Regions from separate parts of the Mus musculus genome. Here region 1 is linked to region 2. A link is a contact called in public promoter capture Hi-C data. All regions are on one chromosome and are shown on one strand. Each heading gives the region's core, a stretch centred on a gene start, on an enhancer-like site or on the middle of the called end of the contact. The rest is flanking DNA. Distances are from core to core; before and after follow the strand shown. Region 1 holds the start of C9 (complement component 9). Region 2 has its middle 67 kb from the start of Gm23139.

The links. Promoter capture Hi-C pulls out the DNA fragments that hold promoters and counts their contacts.
Region 1: a contact with region 2 is called in a promoter capture Hi-C map of liver, with 5 times the contacts expected there. The contact joins the promoter of C9 here to the enhancer-like site in region 2. A contact is called at or near these places in 12 of 39 promoter capture datasets (the 3T3-L1 cell line, 3T3-L1-derived adipocytes, the C10 cell line and 6 more), 6 of 484 Hi-C or Micro-C datasets (bone marrow-derived macrophages and liver), 3 of 115 datasets of contacts at active chromatin or transcription factors (fibro-adipogenic progenitors and liver) and 3 of 9 other capture datasets (adipose tissue, liver and macrophages).

The regions. Positions count from the first base shown.
Region 1 is chr15:6,444,061-6,446,822 of GRCm38.p6, reverse strand. It overlaps C9 (complement component 9), which reads right to left and starts at 1,477. Exons shown (of 11, transcript NM_013485.3): 1 at 1,340-1,477. The coding sequence starts at 1,422.
Region 2 is chr15:6,216,934-6,219,705 of GRCm38.p6, reverse strand. No RefSeq gene overlaps it. Among named protein-coding and RNA genes, the nearest start is that of Gm23139, 67 kb to the right of the region's middle. Within about 2 kb of position 1,390, at least 3 of the 459 cell types and tissues checked have an H3K27ac peak or open chromatin away from gene starts, as enhancers often do. A contact at or near this core is called in liver, where this site is marked.

The DNA.
Region 1 (2,762 bases), core at 228-2,727, 230 kb before region 2:
GGGGGGAGCCCAGGCCGAATCGCCTCTACCTCCGCAAAGGTGAAGGCAGACAAAGGTGGCTAGCTAAGTCAAAATAGGCTTTGGTTAAACTTAGGGGAATTGAACTGGACACAGGACATGATTAATGCAGACGGAGGAAGAGTGTCCAGGCATGTGTTGGTGTTGGGGCAATTTTCTGTTCTGTCCTCAGAGAACAAGCTATAATGGACTACATGGGTTTGTGTCTTCTGTGATATTTACATGGAAGGAAGGGAGAGCTTCAAGCAGCCGTGATCTCTAGCACTTCTGGGTGCAGTGATGTGCAAGAGGCTTTTACTGTCCCCTTGATTTATTGGCTGGGTGTATTTGGCATGGTGTCACACTCTGTTTTCTGTTGCTGACACAGAATGCCTGATGTGGGTGATGCATACAGGAGAGAATTTTACTCTTCTCACAATTCTCATGACTACAAATTGCAAACAGGCATCTGGACAGGATTCCTGTGGTTGTGTCCTAACATGGTCACTAGAAGCAAAATGGGAAGTTCCTGTATTCAGAAGAGTCACATATGTAAGGAGACATGAGTTGGAGGAAGAACCTAGCCAGACAGATCTGCTAGGAGCCACTCCTGCTAGGCTTGGCCCATTCCTCAGAGATAGTCCATTTATGACTGTGGAATCCTGAGACCTTCTACCCCTTAAGAGCTCCACCACCTCTTTCTGCTGCCACACCAGGGGACTGAGTTTCCAGCACATGCAACCTCGGGGACACCCTTATACCTTATGGGTTTTGCAAACCCAAGAAGCATCGGATAAGAAGGAAATAAAGAGGCCGTGCTGGAAGCAGAACCATCGAAGCTGTACCATGGCAATTCTTGGGTAGAGCAAATAGACCCTCAGACCCAGGAACCAAAATGTGGACCACGGAATGGAATGTCACAGAAGAGAAGACAAGACAAATAGTTAGCCTTTGCTTAATGTGGGGGCCAAAGGGCCATGCAGCCAACAGTTAAAAATTATTAGGTTTTGAGATAAAGGACACAAATATTAACTTTCCTCATTGTGAATTTCTCAGCCCATAGACACTGATCAGCACTGATTTATCAGAAACTGGAGACAACCGTTTCTTTTTCCCTCTGATCCTAAATGTTTAAAGGAAATATCTTAGCATTAACATTTCAGTCCCTCCTTTAGCACAAACACCCAGAAGCATGAATACACTTGTTTAGAAAGTTGAAATCCTGGGTGTTGTATAGGTCACTGTTTAGCTTAACCTTTATTGTCCCTACTTTGCTGTTAAGCCCTGGACAGCAGATTCCACAGTAGAATTCCAGAGATAAACAGACAAGCTATGGACTCACCTGGAAACGGGTATTGGCATCTGTGCATTGACACCCAAGGCAAAGATGGCAAGGGCTAAGGTGATGGCCATGCCTGAGGCCATGCTGCTCCTCCTGGGGAGCCCTGGAGGCTTGCAAAGCATTCCTTTGCAGCCGGAGGACAAGGGGCAGTTCTGTTCTGGGTTTTGTTCATAGGTGTTGGCTTAGGCTAAGTGTCAAGGTCCAACCAATGGAGAGTCATTGTAATTCCTGACTGCTATTTTCCCTTATTGACAAAGTGTCATTATGCAATAAACCAAAAAAAAAAAAAAAAAATGCCAAGGTGGGGAAAAATTAGGAGCTGGGTTAAAAATAAAGCAACCAATAAAACAAAATCCTAGCAGTTCTTTCCTTGGGAGACTCTGGAAGGGAAGCTAAAGAGAGAGGTATAATTTGTGGGAGAGACCTATGGATTATTCTTATAGAGTCCTAGGCTCAGAATAACTACAGAAAGAACACAATGAAAGATGAGGCATAGGTGGGGGATATTCTAAGCACCTCTCCCTCTGAAAGTCAGATATGTGGCTTGTTTCCACCCAAGCAAGGTAACGTGTGGAAATGTAAGCTTTTTGTGTATAAGTTACACACCTCTTATATGTATATTTTTCTGAAAAATGCAAAGTAAGCACCACAAGGCTTTAGCAACAGCCACCAAATGGATTTGGCCTGATTATGATGGAAGCACACACCAAAAGGATAGGATTATCCTCTGCCATAAGGAACACTGCTTGCCTGACATCTCCACATTCTCCAGGGCCATTGAGAGGGAAAGGTTCTGGAAGCGCTGATGGGTGTGGACCGTGCAACCTCTCTGAGAGCACTGATTAGTCAGGAGAATGACCCAGGGATGTTGCAAGTGTGGAAGGCTGTTAGTCTTTATCTTACTCAAATTTAACTGACTGGGGCTTCTCAATTCTTCCTAATGTGTGGCTAGGGTTGGGACTTAGAATACACAATGGGTGTAGAGAGATATCTGATGTGTTGGAGGTTTGTGGGTAATATATTATGAATTTACAATGTCTCATGACACTCTTTTTATCTAGTGTTTTGTTTGTTTGGGGCAGGGTCTGATAGGGTAGTTCAGGCTAGCCTGAGACTTGCTGCAGCCCTTCTGCCTAGACCCAGTTGCTACAGTTACAGGTATGAGCACATACCCAGCTGTTCCTAGCAGTTTTGTTTTGTGGAGGCAGATTTGCCTCAAACCCTCCCCTTGCATAGTTGAGGATGACCTTCAACTCCTGATCATTCTGTATCCATTCCCCAAGGATGGAGACTGCAGGCTTGCACCAAGTTGCATGGCTCCCTGATACAGTTCTTAAGAGACATTCATAGAAAATGATTAATTACAATAGAGCAAATCTTGAATATTAGCATAGGCAAAGGTAAAACAGATGTCTGTCTGGTT
Region 2 (2,772 bases), core at 141-2,640:
AATAAAGTGAGGGTGGCAATATTACATCTTAATAAGATCCCTATGGAGATAAATTGATACGATCCATCAGAACATGCTTTCTTTTGTGTGTGTGTAAAATTTTATTTTATTTATTTCTTATTAGATATTTTCTTTATATACATTTCAAATGCTATCCCGAAAGTTCCCTATATCCTGCCTCTGCCCTGCTCCCCTACCCACCCACTCCCACTTCTTGGCCTTGGAGTTCCCCTGTATTGGGGCATATAAATACCAAGGGGGCTCTCTTCCCAGTGATGGCAGACTAGGCCATCTTCTGTTACATATGCAGCTAGAGATACGAGCTCTGGGGGTACTGGTTAGTTCATATTGTTAGAACATGCTTTCAATAAAGTGTAATACCTTACTTTCTAAGAAAGAAGGGTTCCTAGTGTCTGACTGATCACAGTTCTGTTCCGAGCACATCCACTCCTGTTTCTAGACTATCTGGCACTTTTTGCTTCCCTCTCTTGCTGTGTGGGTCAGCTGTTACAAGGGGAAAGTTGGCAGAGTCTTAACATTTGGAATTTTATTGCTTTGGTCTACTTTCTGAAATATGGTCTTTCTATAATATGTAGCTCAGACTAGCATCCAACTCACCATGCACACTCCTCATTCTCCTCAGCGCTGGGGTCACAGACAAGTGCCACTAAAGCCTGCCAACGTTTGGACCTTTATGAGACTCTCATCAGTACACTTACCTGCTTCTGACTTAGTCCAAAGGATATCTTGGGGACAAATGGATATAATACAGTTTTGGTAAGTTGTAGTCCTTCTACAACCTAAAGTTCTCAAACACAACCACCAAACATTTTTTTCTTTTCCAAAAAGATATATTAGTAAGAATTAATTAGGTAGGAACGGCTGACGCTGCAGTGGCTCTGCCTTGCCTTGCCAGCCAGGAATGCTCAGGGAAAGCAGCTTCTTTATCGTGGCTACAGAACAAGAGTCCGCTCCAGTGAGTGGAGGCATGTGGTGAGCTGTAGCCTCTGTGGAAAGGGACAACTTACACTTATCAAGAACAACTCTCGTAGGTATTCTCTTCAGACTGTAGGTCAATGTTTTCTTCATGGGCTGTGCCTTTACAAAATCAAATGGACACATACATGCTTAGATTTAATATAGGATCCCTTAGTGTGAGTTACTTTATCTGTTTTTCTCCAAAATGAAAGATTCTTTAAGTTATTGGAAGTCCTCTTCAGACATGAACACAGAGAGTTCTGAAGTGTCATAAAGAACATTTCCCTGTAAGCCAAGAGAATTGATTCTTTGTTTTTTTCCTTCAAGGAGTTGAACCAAGATGAACCAATACCAAGCTGATTGAGCAAGGTACCAGATTATACTTCAACAAAACTAATGCTCATTTTGACCTTTAATCCATGCTTGGTAGCCACTGTGAACATTTTTATCTAATCTGTTCGTCTCTGCAAACAGTTTCAGGTATTTGTTTTTATCAAGAACAACCTGTCAATGGGAGGAGAAGCCCTTGGTATTGCGAAGATCATATGCCCCAGTACAGGGGATTGCCAGGGCCAAAAAATGAGAGTGGGTGGGTTGGGAAGCACGGTGGGGGGAGGGTATAGGGGGCTTTGGGGATAGCATTTGAAATGTAAATGAAGAAAATATCTGATAAAAATTCCCTAATAAAAAAAAAATAAAAGAACAACCTGACATCAGTGGACATGGAGGTCAGCCCCAGTCAACACAGTATTTTGAGTCAGCGCTTCCCAGTTCTTTTTTGGAGGAGGTAGTAAAAGCTGTCATTTTCAAAAAGGGTGTCTAACAAATGGTATAAAACTAGAATTAAAGAAAAAATCCTGGAGGATAAACCTTTGAAGGAAAAACTTTGCTGTTGCTGTTAGCTTCAGGATCTGAAACAAACATTCCGTTTTGCCAGTATTGTGTGGAGCCGAGACTCCAGCTTTCTTTCTTTACTCCTAGAAATGATTTCTTGGCCCAAGGTGATTTTTTTAATATATATATATATATATATATATATTTAAAGATTCATTTATTTAATATAATGTGAATACTCTGTAAGCCAGAAGAGAGTGTATCAGATCACATTATAGATGGTTGTGAGCCACCATGTGGTTGCTGGGAATTGAACCTAGGTCCTCTGGAAGAGCAACCAGTGCTCTTACCTGCTAAGCCATGTCTCCAGCCTAAGGTGATGTTTTACTCATCTCTTTAGAATGCGACAGATCATTTCAACCTTGACAAACAAAAACTTCATGCATGGAAGTTTCCCAACCATGGGATGACATTCTCACTTGCTTCCTTTAGGCAAGGAAAAATCATATGACCATATAGATTTATGTCTTGGGGTTGTTTATAAAAGTGATCTAAATGTGAACTGGAGGAAAATTTATTGAATTTTGGCCAAACATCATGAGAAGGAGAGTGTGAGAATAAGGGAGAACTTCAAGATAAAATACTTACCTCAAAGAACTTACTATGCTGGAGAAATATGGAGTTGAGCAATTTTGTAATATGACTTTAACATGTTCAAACGATTCTGAAATGGTGGTGATGTTTCACTATTACCTCCTCATAAGGCCAAAATCCTGCATAGGAATCAGACAAAACCAGTTTGAGGATGGTGGTGTGGATGGAAGTTGTGGTCAGTGGAGTAGGCAAGGCTATACCTCAGCTGGTTACACATGCTTTAGGCATCCTGTTATAACCTTGAAGCATCTCAGAGATTGTCCCTACAAAGCTCTGGTATATGGACTTGAAATCTACATCTGGCAG